Linked DNA regions of Mus musculus: all the other regions are linked to region 2. A link is a contact called in public HiChIP or PLAC-seq, capture Hi-C and promoter capture Hi-C data. All regions are on one chromosome and are shown on one strand. Each heading gives the region's core, a stretch centred on a gene start, on an enhancer-like site or on the middle of the called end of the contact. The rest is flanking DNA. Distances are from core to core; before and after follow the strand shown. Region 1 holds the start of Rtn4r (reticulon 4 receptor). Region 2 holds the start of Slc7a4 (solute carrier family 7 (cationic amino acid transporter, y+ system), member 4). Region 3 holds the start of 4933432I09Rik (RIKEN cDNA 4933432I09 gene). Region 4 holds the start of Gnb1l (guanine nucleotide binding protein (G protein), beta polypeptide 1-like).

Region 1 (2,824 bases), core at 75-2,574, 550 kb after region 2:
TGGGCACTGCTGGATTCGAGGACACTGGGAGAAAGGTGTTGGTCTAGGCTATAGGCCATGGCCTTCTGCTGGCTCTTTGAAGTTGGCTTTGGGTTATTCATCTGTCACTGGGTGGCCAGCCTCCCATGTGGTGGGGAGTGGAAATGAGAACTTACTGAGTCACATAGGGGTCAATCTGGTGGCACTTGGTGACCAGTATCCAATGAAGAAGTGGCCGTGAGTGCCTGCCCTGCCTTAACCTCATCTCACACATTTCAGTGACCTGAAAAATCCAAGTCAAATGAACAAGGACAACTGGGACAAAGCACACAGAGGTGTGGTTGGGGACACAGCCAGGGCAGGACCGAGCAGTGTAGCTTCCATATATGGCCAGAAAGCCATTCCATTGCAGGCTCTTCAGCGCTCTCCACCCCTGAAGCTTATGCCATACTGGGTGTTCTCTTTCTCTACTGAGACAGGCGGACCATGGGCCCTATCCAGCTCTCTGGCTAGATAATGTGCAGGACAGATACAGACAACGACCTGGCAGCCAGCCGAAGCACCTCTACCACCACCCCACCCCAGAATGCACCTAAGAACTCCAGATAGAGCACCCAAGCAGGAATGGGAGATGGGACATGTTGGGGGGGGGGGTTGCCATTAGGAACATTGGCCTTATATTGATCTGGCTTGGTGGAGGGTGGGTCCAGAGGATTCTTCGGACTTTGTAATCTCCATTGCAAAGGGGAAATGATAGGAGCTTGTGCAGAGGCAGGTGCAGACAAAGCCTGAGTGTCCTTCCTGGGACAGGGAACTACAAAGCTGGAGAGAGCACTACTGCGCTATTACACCTTGCCTCTCAGTTTTCTTACCCAGTCGCCTAGGACAGTTTCGAGCAAAGGGCTTTAAGGGGCAAGCGGAGGCGGGCCATGCAAAGGCCTGCTGCATCTGTCCGATGCCCAGGACTCCCTTCGGGACTCAGCCTGTGCCGCCACGCCCTCGAGCCCGCGCCCACGGCCGGTTCCGGGACGCGGTGCCCGCGGCCGCCTGCAGGGGCCGCCGCCTCTTCAGGAATGCGCCGCCTTTGTCTGGGACCGCGCGTGGCCCGTGCACCGGGTGGCTGAGCGCGTCCTGCCACTTGCACCGCGCTCCGGACACCCTCGCCTCCCCTCCCGTCGCCCGCCCGCTTGCCCTACACCCCGTACCCACCGGTCCGCCCCAGCGCGGCGCGCCCAGGTGAGCGCCCCGCCCGGCGCCAGGCCCCGCCCCGGCCCCGCCCCGCCCGGACCGGCGGGGAGACCGGGCGGATTCCGCGCGTCAAACCACATGATCCCATAAAACATTCATCCTCTCCTGGCCCGCGCTGCGAGCGCCCCGCCAGTCCGCGCCGCCGCCCTCACCCTGTGCGCCCGCAGCCCGCGAGCCCAGCCCGGCCCGGTAGAGCGGAGCGCCGGAGCCTCGTCCCGCGGCCGGGCCGGGACCGGGCCGGAGCAGCGGCGCCTGGATGCGGACCCGGCCGCGCGCAGACGGGCGCCCGCCCCGAAGCCGCTTCCAGTGCCCGACGCGCCCCGCTCGACCCCGAAGATGAAGAGGGCGTCCTCCGGAGGTGAGTGTCAGCGCCGCTCCGGAGACAGGCTGCAGCGGGGCGGGGCGGGGGGGACGCAGGGCATGGCTCACGCTGCCAGAGATGGAGCCGGGTCGCCGGTCGCTCCCGAGGGCCACCGCAGTGCCACGCCGCGCGCTGGCCGCTAGCAACTGGGCCCTGGGAGGGCGGAGCCCGCGGCAGCCGCAAAAGTTGCGGCTTTGCGGGAAAGTTGACAGCGACGGCGGGGCCAGGGATGGAGGGTACGAGGTTCCAGATGTTGGACCAGGGCCGGGTGGAGACTGAGGGCTGGAAGGGCGGGGTCCCACCTGAGAGCGCAAAGGCGGCGAATGGGTTAATGAGCGGGTTTGCAGAAACGTGGGCACCGGACCGAGATGGGGTCTGCCCAGCGAACCCTGCTCAGAAGCTGTTTCTTTGGGGTCAAACGGAGTAGGGATGAATACGGGTGTCAGCAGCAGCAGAGGGCGTGGGGGACAGGGCGATCCCAGAGCTATCTCTGGAGCAGGTAGAGAGGAGAACACACACACACACACACACACACACACACACACACGCAAGGCAATGTCTCCTCCTCGGAGATCGGGAGAGCTCCTGAGAGTGAGCGGCTCCATTGAGGGGCGTTGGTGCTCGAAACACCCCCTCCTTGGCAGCCCTGTGGGATTCCCTCCTCCCATCCGGTTGCAAAGCCCCCACAGTAGGGGCAAGGGAGGATGGGCTTCATGCAGGTTGGACATGCCTTACCTGGAGAATCTGGGGTGAACACATTGCCTTCCCCAGGTGCCCACCCTATCTACCCTGCTGATGTCCATGGTGCCGCAGGCTGCACACACGTTTCTTTGCACGTGTCTACATGGGCTACATACAGCCTTGCACACCTCCAGTGCACATGCATACCAAATCTGCCCTAGTGTGCACATGCACATAAATGCTATAAGCACATCCCTGTACTCGGGTGCATAGCTCTGTCCTCACTCCTGCCTACACACCTATGACCATACATGCATTTATGCAGCCTGCCTGCTGCGATCTTCATGCTTAGCACATGGTGGGGCCCCTTAACAAGACCCACTCCCATGGAGACACACTTGGATTTTGATTAGGGATGCTCCGGGCAGCTGGACCCAGACAGAGGGACAAGTCCTGGAGTCTCCTTCACAGTGCTTGAGTCTGTGTGTGCAAGTACGTGTGTGTAATGTGGTATATATCTGCACATACATGATTGTGTGCATGACCATGGGTGCC
Region 2 (2,700 bases), core at 77-2,576:
TGTGATTAAGCCAGGAGGAGACTCGGGCTCCGCAGGAGACAAAGGCAGAAGCCACGAGTAAAATGCCAGCGGCCAGAAAATCTGGATAGTGAGCTAGGAAGGGCACCTGCCAGACGCCCAGGTGAGACTCCGTGAAGTTGCGAATGCTGTGGTTAAAGATGGCATCCAAATAGCCACTCCAGGCACGGGCTACAGCGGCACCTCCAATGAGGTATTCTAGAAGCACATTCCAGCCTATGAGGAATGCCCATATCTCCCCCATGGACACGTACGTGAATAGGTATGCTGAGCCAGTACGGGGCACACGGGCTCCAAACTCTGCATAGCATAGGGCCGCCAGCAGGGAGGCTACAGCGGCCACCAAAAAGGACAAGAGCACAGCGGGGCCAGCCATGTCCTTGGCCACTGTGCCTGTGAGCACATAGAGCCCAGATCCCACCATGCCACCCACACCCAGTAGAGTCAAGTCCAGTGTGGACAGGCAGCGCCGCAGTGATGTCTCCATGCTAGACTCTTCCAGTGGCTTCAGACGGTTCAGTTTCTGGCAGAAGCGTGCCAAACAGGCAGTACTGGGCAGTCCCCGGGCCATGGCAGACGGAGTACTGAACCAGTTTCTGGAACCTACTGGGGACAGACAGCGGGAATAACCAACCATCCTCCATTCTTTCATAGACAGCCCACCCCAGTCCTCGCCTCCTCTCCTTAGGAGCCCAGGTCAGCTGCACCATGGACCTACTTTAGAAGGCTTGAATGGGACGCGTGTCAGGGACTGTGGGCAGAGGGATAGAACGCATGGAAGTCCTTCCTGTCAGCTTTCAGGGCAGTGGAACTGGCAGAGAGAAGCAGACCTGCAGCGGACCTGCGAACCAGGTAGGTGGTTCTGTGAGTGAGTGGGAGGTTGCTTAAGAACAGGCTTGGAACAGGCTGCACCACGAGCAAGAAGAAATGGGAGGCTTCCCTGGAGCAGTGCCAGGTTGTCAGGACCCGGAACAGGAGCCGCTCCTGCAGCCGGGAACGTGGCCAAAGGGACATGGCCTCAGAGAAAAGCGATCACCCCCTCTTCTGCCAGGTTGGAGGAACAGCTCACCTGAAGCCAGGAGGCCAGAGCTGCAAGGGCCCCGATTCCCGATTCCCGGATGTGAAAGCTGTGGTGCACCTCCCCTCGCCATATGCTCCGCAGCCACAGCTGCTGAGGCTAGCTGCCTCCGCCATGTCCCTGTGCCCCTAGACGCCCAAGCCTTCTCTTGCATTTACGTTCCCGCAGCAGCGGTCCCTCCAGACCCGCTATGACCCACCTGCTGTCGCCGTCGCTGCCACCGTGCGCACTGCGCCTGCCCCACTAGTTTACAACGCCTGCGTGCAGGGCCCGCCCCTCGCTGCCAGGCGCCAGATAAACCCGAGCCTCACGACTCACATCACTGGTTGGGTTCTGTACAGGGTCCCCGCACCGCACCACGTCACGTATCAGAATAACCCTCTAAGCGAGTAAACTTCCAACATCGAGACTAGAGCTGACCTGGGTCCTAGGGCTTACTCCACATTTCATCCACCTCCCTAGGTGAGGAAGCCTGCTCGACTAACCTGCTGAGCCCCTTCTCTGGGTCCAGGTTGGGGGTAGAGCCAAGCCTGATACCGCCCCAGAGCAATTACTCTCCTTGATCTCCCTCCACCCCAACACAACTACAATTGGAAAACGTCCAGGTCCCCACCACGGAGCCTGCAAATGTCCAGCACAGTGAGATGAAGACAGGGGTCTGGCAGAGTGACCCTGGCACTCTAAACCTCAGTGGAGTGGCAGTAAGCACCTTGCACACTAGGCTAGAGAGGGCAGCCTTCCGGACGTGTTCTGTGAATTGGCAGAATTTACAAAGCTATTGTCTGTCTGGTAGTGTCCCATAAAAGGACAGTAGCCAGCATCAGAAGACAGCTTGCAACTCTACAGCAGGACTGCCACTTAGGCCCTCAAATATCAGTGACAGCCTCAGAGCACCTGACAGGACCTGGACATTCTTAAAGGACTCTCCATTCATGATAGCCAGCAGCTCTCCGCATTTGTCACCAGCGTTCCCGCCATCAGGGTGCCTGGGTCAGCTACGGCATAAAATCTCCAGAGTCCGCTTATGCTTAGCTCTGAGGAATCTTTTCTCTCTCTCTTCTTCTCAGATTGAAAACAAAGGTGGCAGCTAGGTAGGGTGACCTATGCCTGTAATTCTGGCACTTGGAGGATCAAAAGATTGAAGACCATGTATAAGTATGTATACATAGTTTTCATATATGTATGTGTGGCAATACATATGTGGTGAGGTGCTGACTTGTTGACAGCAAGACAATAGCCCAGCAAAGCCAAGTCGGGCAAAACCGAGGTAGGCATGTTTCTCCCAGAACTTTATATATTTGACCTACAATACATATCTAATGTAGTTAGTATGTATATGCAATAAAATAAACATACAACTATATAATATATACTTGATTATATATGATGATAGAGTGATATAAATACACCACTAAAAATCTATATTTCATACACACAAATATTCAAATTTATGGATGATTACTGGAAACTTAGGATGCAGTCTGCATGACTCATTCAGATGAGGACAAAGCGGTTGGGTGACATTCCAGATACACAGGGACACTTGGAACACTGTGACCTCCTGATAGCCAACATCATCTGAAGGTGCTGCTGCTGTTTAGCGC
Region 3 (2,700 bases), core at 23-2,522, 640 kb after region 2:
ACCGCTCTTCCAGAGGCCATGACTTCAAATCCCAGCAACCACACAGTGGCTCACAACCATCTCCAATGGGATCCAGTGCCCTCTTCTGGTGTGTCTAAAGACAGCTACAGTGTACTCACATAAAATAGATAAATCATTTTTTAAAAAAAATATGAGCAGTGGCTTCCAGAGAGTGACCACAGAAGAGAGGAGCAAACAGCCTGTCACCACATACATTCTAGGAGCAGAAAGTCCATGTCCAGTACTGAGCGCCCCATGGGTGTGCCTTTCCTCCAAGAGCTTCAACCTCTGGAGCTGGGAATTCCTAGAAGACCTCAAGGACCCAGCCCACCTAGTGCCCTCTTTGTGGGGATAAGACATGGAGACAGGATTTTACTGTGCATCCTAGGTTGGCCTCAAACTCATGGCAATCCTCCTGCTCTAGCCTTACAAAATCCTGATACACACAAGCATGAAGTAGCATGCCTAGCTCTGAGACCTTCTTTTGCCCACACCATGGTCTCAGGACCCTGCTTGCTCTGCACTCCCCACTCCCTGCAGACTGGAGAAGGCCGAGAAGGTCACACAGCTCTCAGAAACTCATGTCTACTTTGCCAGGAACAGAGAGGCCTAGCAGCCCCTACCTTCTGGCCCTGGGGTGACTTCATCACACAGACCACTTCATCCCTCATCTGCCCCTCTGCCACCTGGAAGGTCACAGGCTGTGACTCAGAGCCAAGTGTCATCTTGCCTCTCTAACAGAGCAAAGGAGAGTTCATGCCTAGGCCATACCCTAGGTCCTGGGTAGGAGATGAAAGGACTGGGCAGAGTCCTGGATGACAGGGTAATAATCCCAAGGCCACTCCAGGAATGCCTGTGAAACCCCAGACACATTCATCCAGGTTCTGTAGGATCCTCTAGTCCTACGCAGGGTGCTTTGGGGCTGCAAGTGGAGAACAGACTAGGTGGGTAAGGGCCAGAAGCCCAGGTTAAAAATACAGAAATGAGAATCTCTCATGGGTGTGGCTGGCTCTATGACTCTGAGTTCTACTCAGGCCCTGTAATGAGCATGGGTCATTGAGTGTCAAGGCCATAGTAAGGAGAGTAGAATCTGCCCATTTAGCCCCTGACTTCATCTCAGGCCAGCTGTAGGCAAGCGGCTCTGGATAACATAGCCTGTCCTCTCTCCTCTCCTCAGCATCCCCTAGGCACCAGCCGGGCTGGGGGGAAGGGTGGTGTGAGTGTGTCTGGATAGCTAGCCCCTTACCACCACTTCAGGCTCCTCAAGGCCATCTGGGTGTCATGGCAACATGGGCAGGAAGCGGCTGCCATGGCAACTGGTGTCCAGGGAAATGCGCTGCCTAGCAACAGGGGCTAGGGCCACTCTAGCTCCTCACAGCACACTCTAGTGTCCCACACTCTCTGTGTGTCTTCGAGTCTGCATCATCCTAGCACTCCCACCCAGTGCAGCCTCGGGGCTCCACACAGACCCTCACCCAACCCAACACACCAATCTGTAGGGTATTTAACATGCTAGCACAGCTCATGCTCATGCGGAACCAGCTACACGGCAGACCTGGGGCTCTTCTCTCCTACTAGACTCCCTCACCTCTCAGGACTCTCTGGAGATCAAGAGCATACAAGGACCGTGGAAAAGGGGGAGGCGTCTTCGGGGCTGTCTGAAAGAAACCAGCCTTCCAGATAGGGCACAGCCCAACAAAGGTAAGGTGATCAGAGAACATTGGGTTTCGGGTTAAGGTAGGCACCTAAGGTCTCAGAACATATGAGCACCTGAAGTGCCCTCAGTCCTTCCACGGCTGCTCAGTAACTGTAGCCCACGCTGAGCACTTGGAGCTGTGACCTGAGGATCCTAGCCTGCAGCCTTTGTGTGGTACTAACAGGACAGCATCCTGAGTATCTACTGGGCCCTTACCAAGTCTGGAGACTCAGAATATAGAACAAAGACACCACGACCACCACTGTCAGCTACTCAGGGCCTTTGCTGAAGCCACCCCATTCCAAAGCCATCCAAGGGCCTTCCTGGGCTCCCACCTCTGAGATCATCATATCCTGGTAACCATGAAACCCCAGAAAGAAACCAACAGGCAGAGGGCTTAGAAGCCCCTCCAGGGACCAGAGTGGGCAGCTTCTGAGTGCCGTAGGGCATGCTGGGGCAATTCCAGGCCTCTCCTCTAGTGTGACTGCCAGCCTCAGTCTGTACTGAGTGTAGAGATGCATCCCATACTGGAAAAATGCAGGACTCCAGCTTGTGTGCCAGCTGGGCCCCACCGGAGCTCTCATTGTAGCGCACACCAGCTCCTCCGCCACAGGTTTCAGTGGCCCCTGATGGGTATTCATTCCAGGTCTGCAAGACAACAGGAGACCGGCCGTTAGTCTGTAAGGGACTTCAGCAAACTGAAAGCGGGACTCAGCTAACTCGGGATACAAGTGGCTGGGAAGCAGGAACTGGCTGCAGACAAGCTTGGACTCCAGTACTGATTATGGCAGCTGTCAACAGAATTCCTTGGCAAACTCCCTAGGTCTCATCATTCCAGATACCAGAGCTGGAGCAGTGATATGCATGGCAAGAGGCCCTCCTGCTTCAACCTGGACCTCCCTATGGTTTAACAGAAAAAAAAAATACCTTTTAGCTTTCTGAACTCCTTCATAAACAGAGATAGAAAAAAAAAAACCCCAAACAGGTTTTTATTTGAAGAGTAT
Region 4 (2,700 bases), core at 161-2,660, 920 kb after region 2:
ACATACTACAGCATGGATGAACCCTGAAAATATATGAAATTAAATACATTCACAAATGGACATTTCATGAGCACCAATTACATGGGGTACACAGTCAAATTCAGACTGCAAATGGTGGGAGCTCAGGGTTTGGAGACGAGGAGTCAGTGCTTAATGGATAGTTTCTAGTGTGATGAAATAGTTTTGGATATGGTGGCAATAGTTGCACAGCCTCGAGAATACATTTATTAATATTACTACTGAACTGTATGCTTTACAATGGTTACTATGTTAACTTTTGTCGTGGACATTTGAGGTGATGCCCTAAAATAAAACCCAAAAGGTGGCCGGGCGTGGCGCACACCTTTAATCCCAGCATTTGGGAGGCAGAGGCAGGTGGATTTCTGAGTTCGAGGGCAGCCTGGTCTAAAAAGTGAGTTCCAGGACAACCAAGGCTACACAGAGAAACCCTGTCTCGAAAAACCAAAAAAAAAAAAAAAAAACAAGAAAACCCCCAAAAGGCAGTTTGGAAAAAGGCCGACAGTTGGGTAGTCTTTTGCACAAGCCTGCTGTTCACTATTAACTGGCTAAAGCTGCTTGGGCCTGAGGGTGATTGGAATTCACAGAAACAACCCTTCCCTTAAGGGAGGAAGTTTAAATTATCAGGTCAATTAGAAAAGATACAACTGAAAAAAAAAAAAAAAAAGCTAAGTTTCATTCACACTTCAAGGAGGTGTTTCCTGGCTGGGTGCCACTTTTATTGCTTTTGGCCCGAGCTACTGAAAGGCCCACAGACCCTTGGAAGGTACAATGTGATCTTTGATTCCCCTTTCAAGGATCAAAGCCAGTGCGTTTGGGTGTAAATGCAGATAACATTTCAGAGATCTTTCATGAAAGGAGTCATCAGAGCAGGGAAAACAGGGAGGTGGTGTGTCATGTGTGTGCTTGCTTTCAGATGGGATGCAGCAAAGCCTTCTGTTCGTGGTCCAAGACCCATCTAAACACATGTCCTGGTTGTGGGATGGATGACACTACAAGAACACAGAGGAGCTACAGGGACAAGCCATGCATATGCATGTGAGGGGCACACAGGCTCATTTCCTGGCCTCTCTAAAGTGACAGTGCTGCGTAGCGCGCTAGCTTGCTTGCCTGTAGCTGCTAGGCATTGAAGAGGAGGGACAAAACACACACAAAAAGACAGACACTTGCCACTCAGAGAGAAATACTCCCCAGGCCCGAAGGCTCAGCAGCCACTCAGTACCGGAGGCCTGATGACGCCCTTAGCCTTTAGACCCAAGCCGGCTCTGGGTAGTCCTCCAGGACTCACAACGCATGAGAACCGCCCCCTGCCTGCTCCAGTGGGACCCAGGACCACCCAGCACCTGCGCACCGGGCCTCTCCACTTAGTACGGTGCGCGCGCTCCCATCAGCCTCCGCGCTGGCGCGCTGGCGCGGTGTGACCCTCTGCGAGATGGAGGCCTCGCTGTTTACGGCGCAGGCGCGGTGGGCCGAACGTGCGCGCGCAGCCCCGCGGGAAGGCTAACTTGGGGCGTGCGGAGCGCCAGAGCCGGTACGTCGGGGGTGGCCGCGCACGCCGAGGGGGCGTGGCCGACGAGGTGGCAGCAAGACCCTCGGGTCCGGTTGCGTTAGGCTCGGATCTTCGCGGCGGGGTCTGTGTGGAGGCGTGAGGTGGGGAGCCGGCGTAGGGGCCCTGTCTTGAAGAGTCCCGTCCCCGCTCACCTGATCTCGCTCTTCCCTTTGCAGGTGGCGGTGGGATCCTGCCCTCGGAAGAAGCCCCTCTGCCTGGTGTTCTCCAGCGGAGCCTCTGATCCTGGCGGCCCCTCCTGGCGCAGTCCTAGGTAGGTGGACTTAGTTGTCCCGGAGCTTAAGAGCTGAATGTCCTGCATGGCGTTTCTGGCGGGCGGGCGGTGCAGGTAGTCTGTCCTCCACTCACATGGTGGCTTTGGGCATGTTCTGTTCCCGGGTCTCCTGGGTCTCGGGAGCAGAGAACTTCGGAGGAAGAGTACCGTGCGCCGCGGCCCTGCGTCTTCTTCTAGATTGTTGTCCAGCCCGGGAAAAGGAACGAAATTACCTAGTGCCAGGCAGGGAAGGCGGAGAGAAGCGAGAGAATTCAACAGACAGGCATGCTGAGGGCATGAGACCTCAGCATGGGATGGATGATCATGAAGCTCAAAAAGCTAGTGACTATCTCAGTAAGGAAGCAGCAGAAGTTGACTGCTCGCGCAGGGGTAGGGGCTCTTTTCCTAGGTTGTCAGGGGCACTCAGGTAGGCAGATAAAATCTAAGGTTCGAAGTTGGGGCAAGAGGTCTTGGTGGCACATGGGCTCTGGGCATGCAACATGGTGTTTGTGGGCAGCCTAACTTTGGGGAGTGGGGCCTGGCTTGTGGGAATTACTCACTGAGAGACTGGGTCTGGCTGATAATTATGGTGGGAATCCCAGGTCAAGGGCTGGGCTTTCAGGTGTGAGTCAAGGGTCTACCAGAGATGTTCTGAAATGCTTGGGTGGTAGAAGTAGGTACTGGGGGTGCTGACAGCTGAGTGTTACAAGCCAGTTGGGAGGTGCTGGTGAAAGATGAACCTTGCTATGCCTTTTTGGAGAAACTGACTCTGGATTTGGGGTAAACACATGGAAAGCCAGGTGTGAAGGCATGTGCAGAACTTGGTGCTCCTAGGAGAGAGTTGCGGAGAATTGGGCTAGGT

The links. Promoter capture Hi-C pulls out the DNA fragments that hold promoters and counts their contacts. HiChIP or PLAC-seq counts read pairs in DNA pulled down with a chosen protein or histone mark. Capture Hi-C pulls out chosen DNA fragments and counts their contacts.
Region 1: a contact with region 2 is called in a promoter capture Hi-C map of liver, with 5 times the contacts expected there. The contact joins the promoter of Rtn4r here to the promoter of Slc7a4 in region 2. A contact is called at or near these places in 3 of 39 promoter capture datasets (the C10 cell line and liver) and 1 of 115 datasets of contacts at active chromatin or transcription factors (pancreatic cancer cells).
Region 3: a capture Hi-C map of embryonic stem cells shows a contact between it and region 2, with 4 times the contacts expected there. The contact joins the promoter of 4933432I09Rik here to the promoter of Slc7a4 in region 2. A contact is called at or near these places in 3 of 39 promoter capture datasets (the 3T3-L1 cell line, cranial neural crest and liver), 1 of 115 datasets of contacts at active chromatin or transcription factors (pancreatic cancer cells) and 1 of 9 other capture datasets (embryonic stem cells).
Region 4: a contact with region 2 is called in an HNF4G HiChIP or PLAC-seq map of pancreatic cancer cells. The contact joins the promoter of Gnb1l here to the promoter of Slc7a4 in region 2. A contact is called at or near these places in 1 of 39 promoter capture datasets (liver) and 1 of 115 datasets of contacts at active chromatin or transcription factors (pancreatic cancer cells).

What each region holds. Positions count from the first base shown.
Region 1 is chr16:18,126,318-18,129,141 of GRCm38.p6, forward strand. Rtn4r (reticulon 4 receptor) reads left to right here and starts at 1,325. Exons shown (of 2, transcript NM_022982.3): 1 at 1,325-1,585. The coding sequence starts at 1,564. It overlaps Gm52241, which reads right to left. Exons shown (of 2, transcript XM_030249377.1): 1 at 2,324-2,824; 2 at 1,297-1,890. The coding sequence starts at 2,347. The coding sequence ends at 1,297.
Region 2 is chr16:17,575,345-17,578,044 of GRCm38.p6, forward strand. Slc7a4 (solute carrier family 7 (cationic amino acid transporter, y+ system), member 4) reads right to left here and starts at 1,327. Exons shown (of 5, transcript NM_144852.3): 1 at 1,296-1,327; 2 at 1-621. The coding sequence starts at 589. It overlaps LOC115488657 (a long non-coding RNA gene), which reads left to right and starts at 535. Exons shown (of 2, transcript XR_003951946.1): 1 at 535-870; 2 at 1,070-1,413.
Region 3 is chr16:18,212,591-18,215,290 of GRCm38.p6, forward strand. It overlaps 4933432I09Rik (RIKEN cDNA 4933432I09 gene), which reads right to left and starts at 1,273. Exons shown (of 3, transcript NR_015575.1): 1 at 1,247-1,273. It also overlaps a transcript of Ccdc188 not described here.
Region 4 is chr16:18,497,303-18,500,002 of GRCm38.p6, forward strand. It overlaps Gnb1l (guanine nucleotide binding protein (G protein), beta polypeptide 1-like), which reads left to right and starts at 1,411. Exons shown (of 8, transcript NM_001081682.2): 1 at 1,411-1,549; 2 at 1,744-1,838.